Regions from separate parts of the Gossypium hirsutum genome. Here all the other regions are linked to region 4. A link is a contact called in public Hi-C data. All regions are on one chromosome and are shown on one strand. Each heading gives the region's core, a stretch centred on a gene start, on an enhancer-like site or on the middle of the called end of the contact. The rest is flanking DNA. Distances are from core to core; before and after follow the strand shown. Region 1 holds the start of LOC107951483 (SWI/SNF complex subunit SWI3C). Region 2 holds the start of LOC107952035 (aldehyde dehydrogenase family 3 member H1). Region 3 holds the start of LOC107951486 (TAF5-like RNA polymerase II p300/CBP-associated factor-associated factor 65 kDa subunit 5L). Region 4 holds the start of LOC107951479 (proteasome subunit beta type-3-A).

Region 1 (5,950 bases), core at 2,781-5,280, 130 kb before region 4:
AGAATAGATGAAGTGTCATTAATTAATATAGTTTAATTGAGGCCATTACTAGAGAAAAAAAAACAATAATTGATTCTATGCTCAGTCTCCACAGTAATATTTTCATAAAATAACAATCCCAAAGTTAAGAATAAGACTGAAAGAGTAATTTGGTGCCAGAATAAGCTAGCAGCATACCATAGCCATTACTGGATTTCCAGAATTCGCAAAAGGAAGCCTGCTTTCGGAATCTGCATCTTGAAGGTTGGGCCCTAAAAAGCATGCAAAATTTAGGGGTAAAAATAAGGACTTAATATTTTCATTTCCATAGAGGATAAGTACTAAAGACACTAACTAAATAACAAACCTGGTAGACTCCCATTCATATTTGAGTGCAATCTTCCACAGCGATCTCCATTTGAAACGATCATTGATTTGGGCATGCTTGGGACTTCCATATCTTCCAATAGACCCTCCTCCATGGGTAGACGTAAAAAATGAAGTATGCATTGTGCTTTTGACTTGGTACCAACATGCTCAGCTATTTCATTCCAGTTGTCAGTGTAAATTTCCAATGCCTCAAGCAGCATTAGCGTTTCCTGATCACTCCAACTTTCTCCATCTAGGTCACCATAATCTTTTGTTGACTCTACCCTAACAAAATCTATGCTTGAATGACCAGAAAAAAATCTCCCATCATGGAAGCAATCAGAACAAAGTAGCGTATCAACCTGTCAAATAGCAACAAATGAGCATTATTAACATAAAGATTTCAGAAAATCAACATCTTAAAAGACAGTTTATGAAATCCCAAAGTGCTTCATGTGAACCTTAACATTTCAGATTAAGCAACAGCACTTTAAACTTAGCTCCACTATGATGCACTTATCAAAGTTTAGTCCTTTCACTCTGACACCAGACCAATGTTCACCTCATGATTCAATTCTCAGAATACTTTTAAGCAAGTAACCATTCTAACTAATTTGTATGATTTGTCTGGCTTACTTTTTTATGCCTTGTAGCCACCATAAATTATTAAATCCAAAAATATACCGAGAAGTAACCTAAGCTACTCACTGAAAGAGTATATATGATCAGAAACCAAATCAAATCAAGTCAAACCAAACACTAAAACTCATCTTTGTAAACCACATCCTATGGTGAACAAGTCAAATCAAGTCAAACCAAACACTAAAACTCATCTTTGTAAACCACATCCTATGGTGAACAAGAATTAGTTACCATAAACAAGTGCTTACTTCTAGCAAGAAACTTCATTGTCTACAAGTAAAGATAGAAATCTATAGTAGTTCATTTCTTGACCACCAAAACCAAATAGAAATTACCTAACATGGACTTCCAGGGACTTCCATTTTGTATAGATGAAAGAAACGGTAATAAATATCATATATGACAAACATTTTGGAAAAGTACACCAGGTCCTAGTGTTCCTAACATTATGGAACTGCCAGATGAATGACCAGATAAAAGTGTTTGAGCTCCAAACTCAAAGGTGGCATGACCTAGGAGTGACTCTGCTGATATAGCGAAAGCTGCCAAAATCCTAAGCGAAATGGATTTTCTCTAACAATTTCAAGAATGGTATTATTCTTCCCCAAAAAACAAAGGGAAAAACTACTAATAAATATTGCACAAACCATCCCTTCATACATGGTATGCAGTTCATTAAATTATATTTCTGCAGTTCATTAAATTTTCAAGGTAAAATTTGTACATATGGAGCAAGGAATTGGTCAGATGAACATCAGAAAGAACTATCAAGGCTTACCATGAAAAATATAAATATTAAGATGGCCATAAAGTCACATACCTCCTTTTGTGACTGATAATATGAGGTGGGAATAGGCTGAGAACAAGAACTACAATAGTTTTCAGATAAGCGCTCTCGTATTCTGTTGTCCAAGTCAGAGACATCGTTATCATGACATGACAATGGGGAATAAACATCTGCTGCCTTAAGCCTACATTTCGGCTTTTCAAATTTGATCAAACTATCAATAGACTTTAAAGCAGCTGATGGCACATGAACCTCACCATTTGATTCCTCCCTTAAGTAGGATCCAACTTTCCATGGCTCATGACTTGGTGCAGCTGCACAATAATTGATGATTCCCCAGTGATCAAGAAACCGAAAAATCCGAGTTAAATCCTCATTATTGATACCATTTACCAACCCCTGACAATCAGAAACTGTAATTCTCTTCCCAGGATTATCCATGTATTTGACAACTATTTGGTTTCTACATTCAATATATCTTTCTGGCGTGTGTTCAGGTGACTTCCCAGAGAAGAAAAGTGGCACAACTTGTCTTTCTAGACGATGCACTGTGGCTGGTGAAAACCACTCTGCTTGCAAGGAAACCCACAAACACAACCAATTATTAATACACGAATAAGAAGATTTTAGTTCACAAAGAGAGAGGGTGCAACATAAGCTTGGAGTTTATAATGCATATTTCTTCTACTAATGCTAGACATGACATGACATGACATGACACGACACACATATCATGTAAATAAAACCAACCCAAGTTTAAATTGCTTAACTTTTGTTTTAATTTAGATTACATCTCCTGTCTGAGCTAGATCAAGATTCAAGACATTTCTTAGAGTCCAATCAAAAGAAGGTCTAGTCTAGATACTAATCAACTCACATAAAAAAAACGATTATAAAGTTCCCCAGTCAAATACAAAAAGGAACTTAAATTATATACTTTCTCAAAAGACTTTTCCAACAGTGCATCTTAAATTCAAGCTGATAAAGAAAGAACTTTTTTTTTTTGAAAGGTACAAAGAAAGAACATTCACCAAATATTAGCAGCTTGCGTTCACTACGAGAAACAGACGAAAGTCAAACCTTTGAAACTCTTCAATCCTACATCTTAATACCACTTACAGTCAATTAATATAAATAAGCTCCATCTATTTATACCCTTGATTTATAGGAAATTTGTTGAAATTAAACCCCCTAAACTTGTTTCCAGATTATTCTTTCGGCTAGCCAAAGTCAGACTCAAAATTGAAACCAGGCAAAAGTTTAAAGCATGAAGATATTAAAGAGACAGCGGAACCGAACCTGAATGCATTGGCAGGACATGAACCGTACTCCCAAACCTCTTAACAACACCACGACCCTCCATTATAGGAGGAGGGGTGATCACATACTTCTCCGGATCAACAACGGGAGCTTCCGTAGAAACCGACTGTATCTGCCCGTGCGAAACATTCTCCAAAACCGCCAGCTCAACCTGCTGATGCACCTTACTATCCCCAATCAAACCCGCCCGTTCAGATGCCACGATCGCCATTACGGAACCGTGAGGACAGTTCACGGTTCTCTTCACCACGGGAGGGAACTCCGAGATGCGAAGTCCACCGCCGGCCAGGACCTCACTCTCGCTGGAGCCCGGTAAGGATGGATCCGTGGCGACACCGGCGGCATCGTCCCCGGAGTTGTCAAGGTCATCGTTGTTCTCTTCTTCATCGTCTTCCTCCGGAACCACATCCTTTTCTTCCAGCTGGTGCTTCAATCTTCGCTCTCGCTTCCGCCGCTTCCATCTACCTCGACCATCTATCCCAAAAAAAAAATTAAAAAAATTAATTCTAGGAAAAATGAAAAACGTAATTAGGGTAACTTAAATTTTATTATCATTGGATACGGAAAATGAGAAAATAATTAAAAGAAAAAAGAGGGACGAGAGATTGCCTGAAGAAGAAGCAGGCATTGGATTGAATTAGAAGTGAAAGGTGAAATTACAGAGAGGAAGTGTGTGAAATGGCGAAAGAATTTTGTGGGGTGGGGGATTAAAATTGCAGGGACGAGAAAGGTGTAGTAGTAGTAGTATATTAGCAGAAGGAGAAGGAGAAAGAGAAAGTGAATAGGGACTTTCCTTTTCTTTTCTTTTCTTTTCTCTTCTCTTTCTCTTCTTTGTTTTGGTTCTGCCCTCTGTTTCTTAACTTTTCCCCTCCCGCACTTCACCGTTTTTCCTTTGGGATCTTGGCGTGAGTAGGCTTAGTGGGCTCACTTGGTTACCCACCAACGTTTAGTCAATGTTATAAAAGTCAAATAGGTATCGAATCTCGACATACCATTGATTTTCGATTTAATCTTATATTTAGAGATTCATTTATTCCCCTGGTTTGGACTGATATATTGACAAGTTCTCAATTCAATTGAGTTCTAATAACATTGGGTTTCATCAATATTTTTTGAATTGATCTAACCGGTCAAGGTACAAGTCCAATGAAAAGTAAAAAAATCTATTGATTAGTGAACCTAGCTAAAACCGGTTTTTATAAACTTTTTAATTATTTTTAAAAATCATATATGTCATAGAAACACAATTAAATATGAAAATTTTAAGTTTAGATATAGTTGGTTGAGTTACACGAGTCACAAATAACTGTCAAAGCATAAGTTACTCTCAATTAAAAATATTTTTTATCGACTGGATAAGATACTTTGAATTCAATAGAAAGAGCTAATTGTTATGCTCCATAGAGATCACTTATAAAAAATCTAGGATTTTCATAAAGTTAATTTGATGTGGTCACTAGGATGACACTACGATGCGGCTTTGGTCTGACAGTTGAATACAACAATTAGGTCTTCCTAGAGATTCATGTGATCATAAATTTCCGGACCAATTACAAAGTGTCACGTATCAAGCTGAAGTTATTGTAAGTCGAGCCAAACTTATCATGGTGAAAATTTGATGACATCATAATTATTTTTCTCTAATTAGTTTAAGTTAATTAATAGATAAATTTATCCCTAATTAAAAATAAAATAATTAAATGATAAAATTAAATTATTATTTCATCTTTAATCAATTAATAAGAGAAAAATAATAAATAAAAGACTTTAATTACTTGTAGAACTTTCTTTTATTCAAGTAATTAGTAGTATAAGAAGAGGTGGCCCCAAGCCATTATGCAAATTCACAAGTTCAAGAAGCCCAAAAGATCTCATCAAAATTATCTGAAGAAGTTGAAGAACTTGAAGAAATTTTGATGAACCTTCCAATCCAGTTCATATTTGGAGAAGAAGACAAAAGTCGTTTCTGAAAAAAGTTGTCTTTCGATCCAAATCAACTAAAGAAAAAAGGTCCAAACCTATTTCAAGAAGAAGTCAACATGACCCTTGAAGTAATCACATCCATCCAAGACCAAGTCTAGACAACTTTGGATTACAGCTAAATCAAAGAGAAGAATCAAATAAGTTTTCTTTGTAAAGAAATCCAGAGATTGTAACTTCTCTTTCAAAGTTATCAATAAATTTGACTTAGAAATTTCAAGTCAACTTTCAATTTAAAATTTGTGTGTATAGTTTGTTAATCAAAGATTTGGTGGATCCATAACATCGTTTCACTTAGAGAAGCTTATAATAGTTTGATGGAAGATCTTTGGGGTGAAAAAGAATGTAATGGAAGATTGTTTGGGAATGCTCTATACTTCAATGTATTCGGGTTTTCTTATGTTAGTTTTTATTTTTAAATATTTTGATATAACAGAATATTTCCTTAATTAAATTTTATAAGATCTCATGTTAAACCTTCAAAAAATAGTTTCAAGTAATTTTCAAAATTGTTTAAACATCTAAAAAAAATTATGAAGATTAGAAGCTCCTAAAAGTACTTTTAAAACTTATTTTTTGCATAACTTAGGCTATGGTTCAATACCATTAGTAAGGATACCATAACACAACTTACTGACTTTAAGGGTATTGAACCCCTTGGGCATAAGTGTCTATATATATTACTATGTATTGGACCCAAGCTTATGTGCTCTGGAACTTGGGGTGCCAAATCAATTTTTGAACATTTGGGGGTATTGAACCCCAAATGAAGAAGAACTGAACCCTAAAGCAAGAGGTATTTGAACATAACCTTAGAGTCTGGTACCTATAGCTTTAACGATTACTTTATTTAAGCAGGGTATCAGAACTTAA
Region 2 (6,287 bases), core at 2,348-4,847, 200 kb after region 4:
AAACTAGATCAAAGCTACAGGTAAACATGTAAACTAAATGCTAAAAAGGAAACAATATTAAATGATCTATATCACCATGACGCCATATGGCTCCTCACCATGAATCTATGATGGATAAAGAGTCCCGAATCCACACAGAAGACATTTAAGATTTCAAAGCTTGATCCCCAGATCTACCCCTCCTCCTCCATCAACTAATCTTATTCTTGGATCTTGTTTGTGAAATTGATAAAAATCAATAATTTTATGTATTTTTATGATTTCTATATGTATTAAATTACTATAGTCTGATATATATATTTCCTTCATTTTATTTCTTTTATTTATTGTTTTCTTTCTCATATTTCCTTCAGATGAATATAAACAAAAAAAAAAACTCCAGAGGCTATTTTTTCATTTCACGGGTTGAGATATCCACTTCGAATTTTTTTCTGATATACATGAAGTAAATAGAAAAAGATTCGAAGTTCCTATTTTTCAATCTAATAAAATATTTAATAATATTAAATTAAATAATAGGACCCAAACTGTGGTTTGATAACAAGTAATAGAAAGATAATATCCACTTTGATCACAAACTTCTAGAAGCCTACACATATGAACCTTAGATAAAGTTGCCCAAGTGTATTAAGACATAAAAGATTGAACTGGAGGAGAAGGACAATTATAAGCAAGGACCTGTATACAGTATTTTGTCCCACTTTTGCTCAAGTAGTGCTGCAGTTTCAGGAACAGCCCCTTCAACAACCTTTATGCAAGAGCTATCCAAATACTCAGCTACTAGCCTTGCAAGCAACAATGATGTGGCTGGAGCGATTTCTGACGGCTTTAAGACTATAGCATTACCGGCTGCAATAGCTCCAACAATTGGATCTAGAGACAACACTGAAAGAAGATATACAATTATAGTCATCATTCCGACAAAATTTAGAAATTAAAAGAAAAAGAAAAACATGACTGTAAACAAGTTCACCACGGAGTTTAACATACAAAAAGGATAATTCCAAGCTGAGATTACTAACACCACACCCAATGGTTCAGATACAATTTCAGCAGAGGAAGGAAATGTAACCAATGAAGTTTTTGCCTGCAAGAAAGGCAGGTTAATCATATTCAACTCTTTAATACCAAAAAGAAAACTAAATGAAAGCTTCCACCCATTTGAGAGGTATCCAAAATATTTACCTTTTCTGGCATCATCCAATGCTTCATGTTCTTGACTGCCAATCTAAATGAGTTCTTTAGCATTGCTATCTGAAGTGTCAACCATGTCAATATCAGAGGAAAAAGATTACTTATTTTATGTGGGAGTTCCATAGAAACGAAGAGCACACTCGGGAGGCCAAATATAAATAACTCAAATATTGTTGCCTTCTCCATAGTTCTTGTTTTCTAATTAGTGTGACATTTAGGGTTAAAACAAAGATATCAAACATCAAGAGTTACACAAACTTAATAAGAGGATGACATCTCAAAATAAACTTGCCTGTATGACAAAAATAAATTGCTCCAGAACAATAGTAAACTAATATATTAATTTTCCAAGTTAAAAACCTAAAAGTAACCGACTTTTATCTTCAGCCAAAAAGTGACACTGAAGCCAAGAACAACCATTTAGGAAACCTCAAAAGAAAATTTGCTTACTGTCCAACATTCATTATCATTAGCTCTTAAATCTAATCAACATAACACAAAAGGTTGACTTAAATGATGCATATAACTATCTTAAAGTAAACCACGCTAACCTCCACATTTAATCCAGAGACTGAATATATATAATTTAGGCATTTGGCTCAAATAATGTTTCTTTCAAACAAGTGGCAAACAACTGTGACTATAAACAGATGACAATTTTCAAAAACCTCCTTAAGTATTCATTGGCGATAATCAAAGTTCATTTAGCTTTCATGCCATTATTAAGTATCCCCACATTAATTAATCAAAACTACAATTATCCTCACAGCAGTAGTCTATCTCAGTCAAAGCTCCAATCACCAACTTATAATTATTCAAAATAACAGTAAATAGCAATACATCTCTCTATCTCTTTCTTTTTCCTAAATCCTGTCCACCTACTGATATACATTCCTGCATTGAAGTTTAACCGTTACTTATTATTCTTAATCCTGATCTCTACTAAATATGGGCAAGCGCAGGGACTATCTACCCCAAGCCCAGACATATTCCAAATAATTAATAATTTTGAAGAATCTTCACTGATAAAAGTATACTATAGAGGCTGAACAAAAAAACAAAAAGGGCCAAAAAAGAAAATATTTCTTACGATACTTACATCATGTGGCTGGAGATTTTAACCATGTGAGCAAGTTGGATTAGAAATAAATATTCGAGTTCTAGTAGTTTGGAACACTGCATATATCTAGCAATCATTTAAAGTCAGAAAACTGATCAACCGTTTTCAAGAAAAAGTTAACTGTTAGCATGCCATAAATGCTACTTGTGCCCATCAAGATTTCAATTCTGTCACGTATTTAAACACTTCTAAAACCTTTTCACACCAGCAACAATAGAGAGAGGATTCCTAAAACTTCCCAACTGTTCTCTTCATGTATTTCACGATTCTCGAGTTGGAGCTTGACACGAAACAGGGTCTCTCATAAAAATTTATAATATTAATACAAATGTATATCTAGACATGAAAAACTAAATAAACCCCCCAAACAGCACCGTTAGCTTTAAAGACAAAGTAGTTGAAGTTGTTTATCAGTAACCAAATAAAGCCATCAAATCTATTTTATGAATATTCTAATCTGGAGACTGGTCAATAATTAATAACAAAGTTTTAATAATTTAAAATTGAAATTCAGATTCATTCAGTAACCAAGTCCAACAGTAAAGTTTTTATGATTAGATATAATTAAATGCCAATCAAGAATTGTCCAGAGCTGACTTACAGCCGCCTATAGACTTTGTACTAAACAACTAATGCTACGTGAAATAACTTCATTGAATTCTACTTCTCATCCATTTTAAAATTTAATTAACTAAAAAACAAATCCAAAATCAATTTTTTTTTAAAAAGAAAGAATAACAGGAAAATAAAATTTCAAAATTAAAAAGAAATCAAAAGATTTGACCTCATAGATGGAGGATTCGAGTTCCGGCTTGGAAAGATCATCGTGAAGAGCAGCAACGATTTGCGGCTCCTTCTCTTCCATCATCTTCACCATGGCATTCAACTGAGTCAACCTCCATTCGTAGCTTTTAGTCTTTCCGGTTGCGAAGCTAGCTCTCAACTCCTTCACCAACTCCTTTGCCGACTCCGTACAAAAAACCGGCTTGTTCTCCACTTCGCTCGTCATTATCGTCCAAATAATCAATCAAATACGCTCCAACTATGAATCTTAAAAAAGGAACCGCAGAGAACAAGAAAACAAAATGAGGATTTTGAATTGATTGGACTCTGCCGGCGTTGATAATGATGATGTCTTACGTCACCTTTTCTTTTTCCTGCCAATATACTCAAAAACAACGAAACTGCGTATGATCGTAAATAGATCTATAGCACAAGAGCCCGTGACCCGGGCCATACCTCTGGCGTTTTCCTCAGCTGTGATCTATTAAGGTAAACCTTCACCTTCTGATGGGGGACCTATACAACCGATTAAAAAGATAAATTAATTTTTCTTTTTAACTTTGGACTTTTAGATTTAATTTTGAATTTAAAAATGTAAATAAATCATACCTGGAATGTTAAGTTGACGTGAATTTCAATATAGTTCTTGTCTTTATAAGAAAGCAAGATTTAAAAATATAAAAAAGAAAATTAATGGTAAATTCCATCTTTAGTTAAATAATTATTAGTGTATTTTTCTTTCGGTAACTAAGTTATAAAGACTTTCAATTTCACCGTTAATATTTAATATTTTCCATCTGGTTTTGTTCTGATGTAAAATGTTTTTGGATATGATGATATCATATTTCATAATTATTATAATAATATATTTAGTTTTCAATATTTACATATTTTAACAATTTAATTTTAATTTTAAATAAATATTACATTAAGCTAAAAAAAATTCAATTTCATCAATAATTATATCATATCATATCATATATTATATATTTTTTGAAGAAATATCATATATTATATTAAAAGGTCTTCAAAAATAATTTTATGTCGCGTGTTTAAAATGATGACAAGTCGATAGTGTCTTTATTGGACACGTAAGCATTTTATTTATAACACCCCAATATCCGACCCTATCGTCAGGCCTGAGTTACAAAGTGTTACATTTGTTGCCAGAGCAACTACAATCAATAACATCCAATTAATGTCAATATACCTTTAAATACAAGTAATTCATGCTAATTAAACAATGCATTATCATTTTCGGGCCTTAGACGAGCCTACAAAAGCTCTTTATTAACTCGAGATTGAAATGGATCAAATTGTAAATGATACAAAATTTTGAATTGATGTCGCGACTTTGGGGAGCTCCTCATCGGGACGTGACTTTCTGACTAGGGTTCGTTTGTAATACCCTATACTTGACCCGATTGCTGGGTTTGAGCTACAGTGTGCCACATTCGTTGCCGGAGCAACTACGATCAAATTAAATACAAATTCACGTCATCAAGCTATTATTCATAAGAATTATAAACAAACAATACAATAGAGAATCATTCTTGGGTCCTAAACGAGCTCACGAAAGCTTTTAATTTAACTCGAGATCAAATCAGGACTGAATTGTAAAATTTTTAAAATACGGGGTTGATGTCGTGACGTCATCATTACCATATCGTAACGTCACCAAACAATTTATCATGTCACAACGTCAGTCTCCGCGACGTCACTCACTGTTTGGCCTTGTTGAGACGACAGTGTTTCTCGTCTCAACGTGACATTATAAGCCATTTCTTGTCGCGACGACATGCATGTGATGTCACGATGTCACATACTATTTCTGCAATACCAACTCACAACTTGTGTTTTTAAGATACACCAATGCATATTCAATTTAACCTTATTATTTTCTTCTTTTTGACCAAATGTACAGTAAAAATAGGTTCCATAATAAGCCATAAAACTTTCAATTCATATCAACATCATGTTCTAACTACCTAATACTTCCAATCATCCATTCATTCTCACTAACTTACCTAGTATTCTTATTATTCTAGATGCAAACCTATACATATTCATTCTTCACTTTATAATTAAGCTGCCATTTCATGTATCATTCCCTAACAGCACCATAGCAAATCTAAATTGCATATCATGACATATGACATATAAACCATTTATTAAGTTCATTCATACATTTCATTCAAGGTACCATTACATATCTCATGCCTTAATCAGACTATGAGAATTCTAAGTTGTATACAGATAAAGGCATATACACATCAACCACATATATCATTTTTAAAACATCAAAATGCAATATTTAATTATAAATACTATTCTATCCCAACAAAACTTAACCTATTAGGTGCATGCCAACTATAAACATAAAAGATGCACAAACATTGCTAAGTCGGGTTTAAATTCTGGATGCTGAGAAGACCTTATCATGATCTACTATGAATCTAAGTTACTTACGCATAAAAAAAACAAAACCTTATGCTGAGCAAATCGCTTAATGGTAATTTTATGATTCAAGATATTGGATTACAAGTATAAGCTAATATGAATTTATTCAATTCAAAATCAAAGCATGAGTATTACTTTGAACAATTCCATACTTCAAATGCCAATTCAAAGCAATTATACCTATATTCATGTTAACATAGAATCCATTGTATATGTATATGCAAATTAATACAACATTTATCATCCAATTCATAAACAAACTAGTTTAATATTCAACCTCATCAATTAAGTAAATATATCCCTTTCATATTGATGTTTCAACTGTTTTTAAGCTTAATGGCTCTTTTATACATGCTCGGACCCCAGGGCTCATTTTCAAATCAAATGAAATAATATCACATTTCATAATTCCATCACATTTCATTACTTTACCCGTTTAACAATTCTTGTGTTTATAACCCCATTAACTTGACACGGGCTCGGTATGGATAGACAGATCCATTACCCCGGTTGCTTGGCAACAATGACGTTATAATGATATATAATATCATTTCAGATTGCCCGACAACAATGGTTTCCTCAACTAAAGAAATTTGTCACCCCAGGTTGCCCAGTAACAATGACTCAATGTATAATGTCTATCACCTCAGATTGCCCGACAACGATGGCTTTACTCAATACTTTGATCCTATGGCATGCCAACTATATTCGACATAGTCCGAATAGCTAA
Region 3 (6,138 bases), core at 1,433-3,932, 180 kb before region 4:
TGGAAGAGAAAAGGAAAGCAAGGTTCCAAATTATTATCATCTAGCATTTCAAAAGGTTAAGAAATAAGCAGCACACATGAAATGAAAATCAAATAATTATACCCGCAATGACCATTCTTTAATCAATTTATCTCCACTTCCAGTGTATAAATAGCCATTTTCTGAAACTGCCAAAGCATGGATTCCACTATAGCGCCAATCCTTTTCCTCGTACCATTTCTTTAACGGATCTTGTCCGAAAGGGATATTAATGCTCCATAAAAATATGCCACCTCCACTATCGCCACTAATGCATAATGGCTGTTCTTCATCCACACAGACAACAGCCATTACCTTATGCTCATGACCTCTGAACGTATGCACATGAGAGTAATCCTGTAAATAGATGCGGGAAGAAACTGATTCAAAATGAGCCAATATTCCAAACTAAATTACTCATGGAACAGTTACGCTTGCAGAGTATGATTGAATTTAAATCATAATACACCCACTTGAATAAATGATAATTTAGGAGAGCATACCTGCAGGGACCATACTTTGACTGATTTATCGAAGGAGGAGCTAAACAGATAACCCCCTAGAACAGCAAAAAGAAAATATGAATACATCTCCTAAATTTACCTAAGATTCATGAAATCATTTAAAACCATATATGTCAAGAAGAAGATCCAGCATACCATTAACATCGAAAAGGAAAAGAGAAGGGTAAAACAACATTGTTTAACCGGATATGAGGCAGCTTAAGATTCGAAGAATCATGGTCCAGGATCATGTGACACGCAATTGTGTAATGGAAGAAACTCTGTTTCAATGATCGAAATGCAAATCACCAAAGCCCTCCCACCCAGGCCTCAAAACAGCCACCTTATTAACAAAAGGAATCCTTGTAACGTGGATAATGACTATACTAGGACTAGCACCATGCAACAGCGAATGCTAAGTTAAATTTTTTTATTGCATTTTATAGAAGTGGCAGCAAACTACCAAATATTCACAGGCCTTATGCTTGTAAAGTTCCTAAATACAAAAGCCATAACAAGGTATCGACTACTAAGAACCCTTTCCACCAATTAGCAGTCAGCAGTATCAAAATTGAAACAGCATATGTTAAAGACAGATAAGAAACTATACCTCCTACAGCTAATCCAGTAACACAATCAAGATGGCCTTGCAAATCTTTCCATTTAATTCTGCCCTCTGTAAGACCATTAACCATGTCTGTTGCACCATTTGCTTCTTTTCCTGGTAACTCATATTTTTCCTGTGTTTCGGTTCTTTCCCTGGACAACAGACACAATTTCCCAACAACCATACATCGACCTCCATTCTCATCATAACTTGCACCATCCAATTTCACCATTTTATCAAACTGAGGTTTAATAACTAGCTCCCTAATACATTTCCACACATCTCCCGCTAGTGAACGATTCTCGGGATCAAGATCCAAGCATTTACATAGAATCTGCTGCAAAGATGCACATTCGGCACCAAATTTAGTTCCCAATAAAGAACTCACTTTCTCCATCAAACTTGTATAGACACTTGAACAATCTATTTCACTATTTTCACTTCCTTTCACAATAATATGGCACATATATTCAACCCATTCATCACTAAAGACATCCTCATTGACAATCCTAAGAAGAATACAACTTAACAACCAAGCATCCGAGCTATATCTTATTGGATATTTCAAGCTACAACACTCTACCCCAATACCCTCTTTCTCTAACAGCTTAAGCAACACCTCAGGGCTAATAAACACATCCCTTTTCAACAAATCTTTAAACAACATACCGATTTCTCCATCACCAATCTTGTTCCCACTAAATCCAACATTTGCAACAATATCTTGAATTCCCCTTCCAGTCAATAACACCTCATTCAAATCAAGATATATATGCCCAAAATCATCCAATTGAAAGCAAGAAAAGCTCAAGCAACCAGCAATCAACCCTTCTTTATGTAAAGAAATGACTGCCTCACACATTTCCATACCCATCAGTGCAAAATTAAAAACCCCTTCTTTCTCAAAACACCCCAAGTCCTTATCCAAAAAGTTCCCCCATTTTTGCTTCTCACTCACTAAATACAGAACCCCATCCCCAAGATCACCCCACAGACCCAAAACTCTACAAATTCTACAATTTTGCTTAGTAAAAGCTCTTAAAACTAAACCCAAGTCCTCTCTTTCCTCTTCTTTCATTTCACGCAAACAATCCATAACTCTCACGAGATATCCAGCCTTAAACAAAGAACCATCCTCCTCGCCACTTGAAAAAGACCCAACAGGCAAAAGGCTCACTTGGTCTCTCTCAACGGTATCGTCACGGAGAAGGTAGCTTTTCCAGTTGGAATAAAACTCGTCGGACCAAGAACGAGGGAGGAAAGGGAGATTGGAGACATTTTTGGATTTGTTGACGGGTTTTCGGGGATTTTCAGAGCCGCCGGGGATTAGTCTAAGGAGGTCGATGTTTTTGGGGAGAGTCGTGGGGCCCTCCGGTGGGTACTTGACGAGCACCGTACACGCGGGGCATCGGATTGCTCCCGGGAGTTTCTTAGGGAGGTTTAATAGGCATGACTCGCACACCGTGTGGCCACACGCGAGCACACGCGGGATCGTGCACGCGCCGTCGTACGGTTGCAAACAGACTGGACATTCCGGTAAGTCCTGCGACTCCATCGCCGCCGGGCAGAGAAAAAAGAAAGAAGTTTCGTCTTCTTAAAAAGCTGTACCCTCCCAAAAAACACGTCGTTTCACTTTGACCAAAATCTACCTTCTGACATTTTTACCCTTACAGTTTCCAAATAATACCAAAATCACTCTCCTTTACCAGCAGTTCGTTTTCTCTGAATACATCTTTCTCTGAAATTTGACGTATCGATATCGCAACGGAGAGGGACCGGCGGCGTACGGCGGCGCATTGAGGGTTTAAAGAGCATGGCAGGATCAAGAAATTCAATGCTCTATTCGTTTCTTCTATTTACCGTCATTCTTTCACTCCAAATGATGTATCGAGGAAAATTAGCGTCCTCAGAACTGTTCACCATTCTAGGTGGATTCATCAGCTCATTCTTGTTTCTCGTGTCACTAACAGTGAGTCCTAGAAGTCCCGAATTGGATCCTTTTTCTTATAAATTCATCGCCTGGATTCGCAATCCACTGTTTTATACGATGCATTTGCCATTGTTTAAAGCTCCGACAGAAGTCTGAAAATCTGACGTTATTCGAGTTTGAGACATATATAACATGATTAAGCATGATAAGATCTTTTTCCCTTGGTTATTTCAGTTCATTGGGAATTTCCAGTAAGCATTTGGGATGAGAACTGGCTGGGGAGCTGGTGAGTATACATAGCTACTTTCGTTTTTTGCCTTTTTAATTATTTATGATGAGATTTTATTCAGAAAGGTTAGGAGGATGAAGAAAGATGCTACAGATCACAATAAAAAAACACGAACACAATATGTTTAAGAAATATGCAAATTGAGTAATAGACATGACCGCATGAGAAGTTCAATGCATATTTAAACATGTTAGCATATGCATACCATTCTGCTCAATCTAAAGCATTTATCACAATTTATGTTTTGCTGGAAAACGCTTACGACAGTTGTAAGTAAAATATTTTCAGAATGCATTTTCAGTTAAGTTACCTGAAAATACCTCCAGGTGAAAGTGTTTTCCCTAACAGTAAGGTGCTACTTTCTTCAATGGCTATTTAATTAGTAATATATATATAACTATGTTTGAATGGATGTCATATGAGGATCCGACAATTTAAGAATGCATCCCATCGAAATTTTTGGTGAATCCAACATCTGGCACGTGAAGGTGTCATTGGTAGTGAACACTACTGTAGAGATGTACGAGTCGGATAAAGTGTTGCAGCAATTCGAGTTCAGGCAACAAATTTCAGTGGCACCTCAAGACCTCGATGATCTACATCCTATCGACTTGCAAGGGAGGATAGATGAGAATAGGTTGATATTCCACGCACAATATATCAACATGTGGAACAATATGTACGAGTTTTTACCTACTAGCGAGGTCATTGTCGTTCCAGAGCTAGCCTACGATCCGAAGTACATACAATGGTTTAGGGTTTATGGCAAGTTATACTTGTTAGGGGAAGAGGCGAGGAGTCGACAACCACATACGAGGAGGTCACGACAGGCGCCTATACATCCAGGGTCTAGCGAGGTGGGTCCGTTGTCAGCACCTACACAAGAACCAACACCGATAACCGCACCACCCCTAAGTCAGTTTGTCTCGTCTTATTCTGGTGCGTATACTAACCCTGTCATTTTCACACAAGCATTATATATTTCTCCACATTTTTCTACTTTTACTTCGATGCTAGGTTTTGTTTTTGGACCTTTATCCCTGGTGTATTACATGCTGATGCCATCGATATTTTCGACAACGACGACGTATGGGCCATCTATGATTCGGGCACCGACCGAGAGTCCAATTGCTATGTCATCGATGTATGGGACACAATATAGTTATACCTCTATTCCGATGGTGCCTCAAACACCTCCAGGATCATTGTTCTACCAAGGTGGATCATTTTCCCAACCACATATTCCTAGACAGGAGGATGCACGGGTAACCGAGGAGCAATCAGTCGCAATCAACCACAAATGAAGGTGAAGAAGATGAGAGGCCAAGACCACAACCTATACCGGAGGTCGAACCAAGAAGGAATCCGTCTCGCAACCGCTGGTTAACCCGATGTAACACATATTCTAATCGGGGATTAGATTGATTTACTTTATTATTGTACTTCTTATGTTCACATTGAAATAAATATCAAACGTTTTTATTGTATCGATTTTGTACATTATTATGTTTTTAAATCAATATCATTTTTTCATTAAAGTTGGTCTTTATTATCATTTCATAATATTAAATCAAGACTGTACATGAATAATGGAAGAAAGTTGTATAATTTATTGATTTGTATTGTATGACAAAAGCGCGTGTTTAATATTTCAACAAAATTGATGTTAATGATGTGTTATGCTTGTATCATCACTTCGATGTGGACATAATGGTATTGTATGGCCCAGGTTCCTACACCACCTGCATAATCTCGGTTGGTTTGACTTCTCATGAATATTCATGTTGTCACGTATTTGAGTCAACGTCGGTCGACTTTTTGGTTTACAATGCAATGATCTATTGGGTAACAACTTAAATGAAGCACTCGATACAAGCTACCACTTATATTCATCTAAGACATGTGAGAATACATTTCTTCTATTTACCGTAATTCTTTCATTTTGACCTCTCGAACAAGAACATATGTCGACGCCCAAGAGCCTTTATCTATCCTTGAAAACTCCACATATAACTCGAGAAACGGTGATCCACTGTCAATATGCGCCTACACCATTGCCTCTAACCCTTTCGCACCTTTGATATCGAAAGTATCATATTTAAAAGGGTCGACCGAAGCACAAAATCAATATTTAAGGGATGATACTCTCATTCGGTTGGATTTGATGATTTTCAACCTAATTATTGTTCAAAGTTCTAACAATTGTATGTTCTGGTTAAAAGTTAATCGCGTTGTTTTCTCTGATAAAAAAACCATCCCGTTCTCGATGTCACGCACTTCACTGTCATAATAAACAATAGCATTAATTCGTTTACTCATTTTCAACAAAATAACTTGTTCCACATGTTCGAAACAAAAACATCATGCAGAAAAATAATGCTTTAACTAAATATGAACAACAAAGATCAATACTTACTTTATGCAAATAGGGTGGTTGCTCCAACTTATGTCTTGTGTGAGAACTTTTCTTCTTCTGATCTTCTTACAATTTTCTTTGCTCGTAAATGGCTTATGCTACTCAATACTAAAATAGGTCGCATTTATGAACCAGGGGGTGACTCATAGTTCATTCTGAAAATTTTCCCAACCTAGTGGGGGGTTAAAATTTGTAGAGAGAAAACACTCCAAACAGGACGCACTGTCAGCAAAAGTACTGAAAGCGTGTCCAGCTGGAAACGCTTTCAATGCCATGTCAATTGAAAGTTCTTCTAGCTGGACACGCTTTCAGTGCTTTTGCTGACAGTACGCCTTGCTTGGAGTATTTTCTCTCTACAAATTTCTAACCTCAGCC
Region 4 (6,652 bases), core at 3,760-6,259:
TATAAAAAAATTAAATAAGGATTAAATAATTATAAATTAGCTTCCAAACCACAATTAATATTAAATGCTTTCAGCACTAGAATCCTGAAAAATGAATGCGTTTTATCACCAACCGTGTGTATCCAAATCCTTCTGCAATAACAAAGTTTATGCTACATCAGTCTTTTAAAGTGGTAAATGCATCACCACCAGCAATAACGGTACTCCTCAGTAGCAACAATGGCCATTTCATCCATCAGTGCACGCCATTTAGGCTTTGGTGAAACTGGCGGATGCATACCATGCTCAAGTGTGGCAGCTGTAAAACGCTAGAGTGTTCTAAAGCACAAGTGCTCCTCCCCAAACGATTGCTTAATAACTTCAGCTTGAACTATAACACGAAGTGATCCGTGAATAGTTTTAGGTGGTTGAGATAATAAAGCAAGATGAGTTGGACCACCTCCTCTTCCAACAGTCCCACCACGACCATGAAACATTGTTAGCTTCATTCCAAATTGCTTAGCAACCTTTATAAGCTCCTCCTGAGCTTTGTACAATTGCCAGGCAGCAGAGAGACGCCCAGCATCTTTACCTGAATCTGAATACCCAATCATAACTTCTTGCTTTCCATTGATTCGATTTCTGTACCAATCTACTGAGAAGAGCCGAGCCAAAGCAGCAAGTGCAGCCTCCAAATCTGCAAGCTTCTCAAATAGTAGAACAACTCTTAATGGTTACTTCATGTGGCACTCACGTTGCAGGAGCTCAACAGCAAGAACATCAGAAGGTGCGGTTGCCGTTGAAATGATGTACGCTCCGAAGTTATCTGCTGGGAGCTCTGCTAGGACATTGAATGTGTCTAAAACATCAGCAATTTCTTCTGTTTTAGGAATATCTGAACCAAACAGTACACGCTTGCCACTTGGTTCAGATAATAGCCATTCCTGCTTTTGTTCTTCAGACCACTCTTGGTAGGAACCAATTTCCAAGTGTTTGGTAATGGCATCTAAGACATCTGTATGACGGTCAGACTCTTGCCTAATGCCAAGTTTGACAAGTGAGAGCCCAAAGGTTGACACTTGCCTCAAGAAATCAAGAAGGCTTCCATCAGCAATTGGCCGGTCACCACAAGAGCAAAGTGATCTATAACAAAGTTCAAGAGGTTCCAGGAACTGCATAAATTTTAAAACTTAATTAGTGCCAGGGTCAGTTAAGAAGAGGTTACTATAGAAAAAATATACACGTAATAAAATGCTATTTATGATCATAACAAAAATAATTACTTGAGAGATGTAGAATGGTCCTTCAGAACCTAATTCAATAATTATTATTTTTGGGTGGGGATTTTCCCGTTCCTAATTACAACAATATAGTCAAGAGGAAATTTATTATTCTCTGTTTTGTTTCGACTCTTCATTTTTTTCAAAGAACCTATGTTCAACACCTAAGCTCGATGCATATCAAGGCATGGCTATGGCCCTCCAAGGATTCTTTAAGTACATGGAAAAAAATGAACATACCCTTGTTGGATGCATACCCACAACAGACACTTGAAAAGTGTAGAGTGACATATGTAAATCTCTATTTCACTTGTAAAAAGTAGGGATATTCCAACTAATAATAAAACCATGATATAGGACAAACAAAAAGATACCTGCTCAATGTTGGTGAAATTTGCTTCCCCCGGAATCTCAGACATACCATGAAATAACAATTGTCGTGACCTTTCACTTGTTTGATACAGCTTGTCCCTAACATCACCAAGAATAACACGGTAGGGTTCACTGGGAGGGATTTGTTTCCAAAACTCTGCATCAAGAGTTACATCAATTAGAACTTAACCAACATAACAGATCATTAAACAAAATATTTGTAGATACTGCCATTTCCAAGTCACTTAATCTAAATTCAATCTTTGAGCATGCTAAAAAACATACACTAAAGAAAAATCTTATCCCTTCGTGGAGAATTGGCGAGGGAGAAGAAGTCTTTATACTTCAATTCAAAGTATATTCTGATAACAAGAACTTTAGTCCATTCTGCAAAGCTATTTAATCATGTAGAAAGTGCATAATCTAGATTCAGAATAAAATGCACACAAAACAGAAATCAGCGTGTATACCTATGTAGTGTTTAGCATATCTCCTTAAGGATCTATGAAGTTCATCAGCACGAACACGAAGCTCATCACTGTAACGCCACATGGACAACTGCAAAGACATCGACAAGAATTTGCCTAAAATGGGTCCTTTCAGAAAAGTTCTATAAAGCATGTTCGATGGACGAGCTTAATACCTCAAGCTGGGAATAGTACAAATTGGCAGCCATCATTCTGGCCAACAAGCAAACATCCCTTATGACTTCAAGAGTTACCCTTGGATTGCCTGCATGATAAATTAAGAAAATGCAGAAACACTCCAAAAGACATTTGAGTAAAGAAACAAAGTAAGAACAAAAACATCTGTTTCCGGCTTTAGATTTTTGAACTTCATGGTGTTCATTGTAGTTAATTAACAATACAAAAAGTTACAATCCAACATTGATAACTAAGTTATAAAAAAATTTACCTTATCTCAGAAGGATATAGGCTTGTCAAAGAAACCATTTAGCACCAAAAGCACACACGATTGTCAAACAAGATAAACATCTTACCTCCCGATGCTTATAATTCTCTTCATCTTCTTCCTTATCACGAATTCTTCCAAGTTCCGTTGCCTCTCTCTTAAATTCCAACTCCAACTTATCTAACGTTTGAGGGAAGGCATGGTATTCAAACTGATTGCCAGATTGCAAATCAGATCCCCGTCTCTCAGTATCCCATCCCTCAGTTCTATAAGCTCCCATGTTACGATTATGACCATCGTAGGAATTAAATGAGTTGCCACCATAAGGTAAACGGCCTGAGGATTTAGAGTAGCTCGAGCGACTTCTAGCAGAAGATCAGGTGTCAAGGATGGGGGAAGGGGAAGCAGAAAATCAGTGTTGGCTTCTAATTTTCCTGAAAATGTCTTATCTAATTAGAAACGGTAAGACATTTTCCAAAATTAAGGGTTCTTTTCCTGTGTTTTGTAATTGATTTTCCCTTGGGAAAATATTTTCAGCCAAACAAACAAGGGAAAAGGCTGAAAAGCTTTTCCGGAAAATGTTTTACTTCCAAACAAACATACCCTTAGTGAAAAATTTCTTGAATAGCTTGAAATAAACAAGAACGTTATGAAGATTTCATTGTTTATTTTATAATATTGCATATAATATTTAGGTTATATTATTTGTAAAAATGTAAATTTTTAAAATAAAATAAAAAATAAATTTAACATAATATAACTAATATATAAAAATAACATGTGCATCGCATAAGATAAAAAAAACTAATTTTTTAATAATTTATTTGCTTTGAATTGATTGGACTAATCAAACTAGGAATTAGTGGTATACTTGGCTCGACTAATGGGCAGACAATGGAGGTTTTCTTTTTGTATTTATATAGTGTAAGCTTTAACATTGTAAAGCGTATTATTAAAAACTAAAAGATCCAGTAGCTACTCCTTTAAAAAGCTTATAGGTTGTAGAAAATTAGTTACTAAACTCGCTTAAGTAAATATTTAAAATAAAAATCAAATATAAAGAAAGAAAGAGTAAAGGGCAGCCCAACATATGTATTGGGTAAGGCCTAAGAGATAGAGAAGAAGGAAGTGAATTAAAAGCCCAACATTTTATCCCTATTTTTTTTTCCACTTTTAAAAATAAAGGTAAATTACTTAATTGGTTGCCTAATTTTTAGGGGTTTTCAATTTTGGGTACTAAAATGAAATACTTGTAATTTCATTGCTAAATTTTTAAGGTATTTTCATTTTTGTTCTCCAAGCCTAAAATTTCTAATGGTGATTATCTGTACATGCTGCATCATGTTCACACTTTCATTTTGATCACTTAACTTTTAGGTCGCTTTTATTTTAGTCACCTAATAAAATATTTTTTTAAAGTATTGATTGGGATAAAAAATTAAGAATTAAAGTGAAAAAAATGATAGAAACTAAAACAAAGCATTAAAGAATTTGTCAAATTGTACTTGTTTATTACAACGCTGAAAATTCTAAATTTCTTTTTGTTTTTAATATTGAAACTTTAAATTTAAAAACATACAAATCAAATAAATAAATTGTTAAAAAATTGTCCTTAATAATATTAATCACTTTGTTATTGTAATATTGAAGTTAATTAAATTAATCTCCTTCTAAATTTTAGAATTTTACTTTATGTTTCCATATTATTTTTAATGAAATCAACTCAATAACTCATATTATTAATTTTCTGAAAAATTTAAATTTATTTTAATTATATAATCTCAAATCTTCCTTACAAAGCTAAAATCAAAGAAAAATTATAGCAATTAATTAAGTTAATTGCTTGTTTGGGTAAAGAAGTGATGAAAAAATTCTGAATTTATTTGGCATGGAATATAAAATTAATCAATTTAATTAATTGTAAAAAAATCGAGATCATACAATAAAAAAAATTGGGTCTCATAAACAATTCTTAAAGATGATTTATTTGAGTTTATTTTAATTTGGAAATATACAATAAAATTTTAAGATTTAAAAGGAGACTAAATTAATTAATTTAATTAATTTTAATATTATAAAAGTAAAACGGTTAACACTATTAATGGATAATTTTTTTTCAATAACTTATTTAATTGATTTTGATGTTTTGAAATTTAAATTTTCAATATTAAAATTAAAAAAATAATTAACTTCCTATAAAGAGATAAACAAGTACAATTTGATAACTTTTAAAGTATTATTTTAGTTTTTACTCTCTTTTTTACATTAATCCTTAATATTGTTTTACCTTAATCAATATTTAAAAAAAGATTTTTTTTTGAAAAAAACGAAAGCATGAATATGATCTGATATTTACAAATTAATTACCCTTAGAGATTTAATGGTTGCGTGACAAATGAAACTGTCTTAAAAGTTATGTGATGAAATTGTAATAATTTCATTTTGAGCAACTAAAATGAAAACCTACTAAAAGTTGGGTGACCAATTAGGTAGTTTACCCTAAAAATAAATGCAAAGGTTGAAACTTTGGAAGCTGGAGTGATCTCCAAGCCATCTCTCTTCAGTCTTTTAAGCTCCGCTTTTGCTAAAATCAAATCAGTTTCTCCCCTAAATTTACTGAAATTTTATAGCAAGACTCCTTATTTCTCCGATGTCGGTATGTCATTTCTTTTTTTTCTGAATCTTTTTTTTTCTTCCCCTTTGTTGAAACCCTAATTTAATTTAAATAATGGATTGTTTTGGTGGTGGATGATGATGGCAGATCTTCGAATACAACGGGAGTGCCCTAATAGCCATGGTAGGCAAGAACTGCTTCGCCATTGCCAGCGATCGGAGACTCGGAGTTCAACTCCAAACTATCGCCACCGATTTCCAGAGGATTTATAAAGTCCACGATCGCCTCTTCCTCGGTCTCTCCGGCCTCGCCACCGATGCTCAAACCTTGTATACCCTTTATTTTTCCCTTTATGCTTTTTTTTTGGTTCCCTATAAAAAACAATGATTTATCCTAATATTTGGGTTTTCTATTTCTTTTAAATGATAATAATTGAAGGTATCAAAGGCTTGTCTTTCGGCACAAACTGTATCAGCTAAGAGAAGAAAGAGACATGAAACCTGAGACTTTTGCTAACCTTGTTTCTGCGATTCTTTACGAGAAAAGGTCTGTTTAACATCTCCCTTCCTATTACCCCTCTAATATTGGGCTAAGTTAGATTTTTATTTTTATTTTTTACATTTCAGGCTGTCAACTTAGTTCTTGAGATTATTGGAAGAAATAGCAAGATTTAGTTTTGTTTTATGCAGCCAAGTACTAACTATTGATTAGTTTGGTATTCTAATTAATTTCAAAAGAAAAGTCCTAGGAGAGAAATTGATTAATCAATAATAGAATTAAGGTCGCTTGGGGTAGAGGATGGGTGACAAATGCCTGGATTTGAGCTCCGAACTTGGATGTCACCTCTTGTAGATGGTTGCGTTAACCAACTGAGCTAAGCTCCGGGTTTGCTATAGTGTACTCTTGAATAATACTGGTTACCAGTTCAGGAGAGGAAAAAGGCCTTGCTTATGTCCTTGAAGGGGAATAGTCCACTTACCTTATGACAAGAAACTGAGCATCAAATATATTCTTGGCCCAACCTTAATTTCATGTTTAGCCTTCAAACCTAACAGAGAGGCTCTTCTTTTACTAATAAACTCCAGCCTCCTTTATGATATGTCTAGCTAGAAGGAATTTCTAGGAAACAATAGATTTGGTGTGAGGATTACACTTGAACGGGTGCACCATTTTATATGTCTGTGATAAGTTTTGTGGCATTTTTTCCCATAGGTTTGGTCCATACTTCTGCCAACCTGTAATTGCTGGATTAGGAGATGAAGACAAGCCCTTCATTTGCACCATGGATTCCATCGGAGCCAAGTAAGTTGACTTCATTCTCTTGTAATTTTTGAAACAAAAAAGCATGAAGTTATCTTAGTTGTTAAGTACATCCGTATTACCTTTACTCACAGTATTTACCTAACCAAGAGTGTTGTTCTTGTAAACCTAATGCATGTTACTTTCTATTTGGTAATATAAGCTTACCAATCGAATCTCCTCCATGGAAAGGAAT

The links. Hi-C and Micro-C count contacts between places; a contact is called where the count stands out from the background.
Region 1: a contact with region 4 is called in a Hi-C map of leaf, with 2.8 times the contacts expected there. The contact joins the promoter of LOC107951483 here to the promoter of LOC107951479 in region 4. A contact is called at or near these places in 13 of 34 Hi-C or Micro-C datasets (callus, hypocotyl, leaf and 2 more).
Region 2: a contact with region 4 is called in a Hi-C map of leaf, with 2.5 times the contacts expected there. The contact joins the promoter of LOC107952035 here to the promoter of LOC107951479 in region 4. A contact is called at or near these places in 7 of 34 Hi-C or Micro-C datasets (callus, hypocotyl and leaf).
Region 3: a contact with region 4 is called in a Hi-C map of leaf, with 2.0 times the contacts expected there. The contact joins the promoter of LOC107951486 here to the promoter of LOC107951479 in region 4. A contact is called at or near these places in 10 of 34 Hi-C or Micro-C datasets (callus, hypocotyl, leaf and 2 more).

What each region holds. Positions count from the first base shown.
Region 1 is chrA02:13,975,738-13,981,687 of Gossypium_hirsutum_v2.1, forward strand. LOC107951483 (SWI/SNF complex subunit SWI3C) reads right to left here and starts at 4,031. Exons shown (of 7, transcript XM_016886546.2): 1 at 3,707-4,031; 2 at 3,077-3,571; 3 at 1,811-2,346; 4 at 347-710; 5 at 178-251. The coding sequence starts at 3,725.
Region 2 is chrA02:14,305,029-14,311,315 of Gossypium_hirsutum_v2.1, forward strand. It overlaps LOC107952035 (aldehyde dehydrogenase family 3 member H1), which reads right to left and starts at 3,598. Exons shown (of 10, transcript XM_016887275.2): 1 at 3,099-3,598; 2 at 1,186-1,254; 3 at 991-1,087; 4 at 679-885. The coding sequence starts at 3,323.
Region 3 is chrA02:13,920,920-13,927,057 of Gossypium_hirsutum_v2.1, forward strand. It overlaps LOC107951486 (TAF5-like RNA polymerase II p300/CBP-associated factor-associated factor 65 kDa subunit 5L), which reads right to left and starts at 2,683. Exons shown (of 6, transcript XM_016886552.2): 1 at 1,132-2,683; 2 at 522-577; 3 at 103-375. The coding sequence starts at 2,683. It overlaps LOC107951487, which reads left to right and starts at 3,788. Exons shown (of 2, transcript XM_016886553.2): 1 at 3,788-4,286; 2 at 4,365-4,885. The coding sequence starts at 3,788. The coding sequence ends at 4,651.
Region 4 is chrA02:14,103,300-14,109,951 of Gossypium_hirsutum_v2.1, forward strand. It overlaps LOC107951479 (proteasome subunit beta type-3-A), which reads left to right and starts at 5,010. Exons shown (of 7, transcript XM_016886544.2): 1 at 5,010-5,199; 2 at 5,305-5,486; 3 at 5,596-5,703; 4 at 6,370-6,459. The coding sequence starts at 5,194. It also overlaps the pseudogene LOC107951481.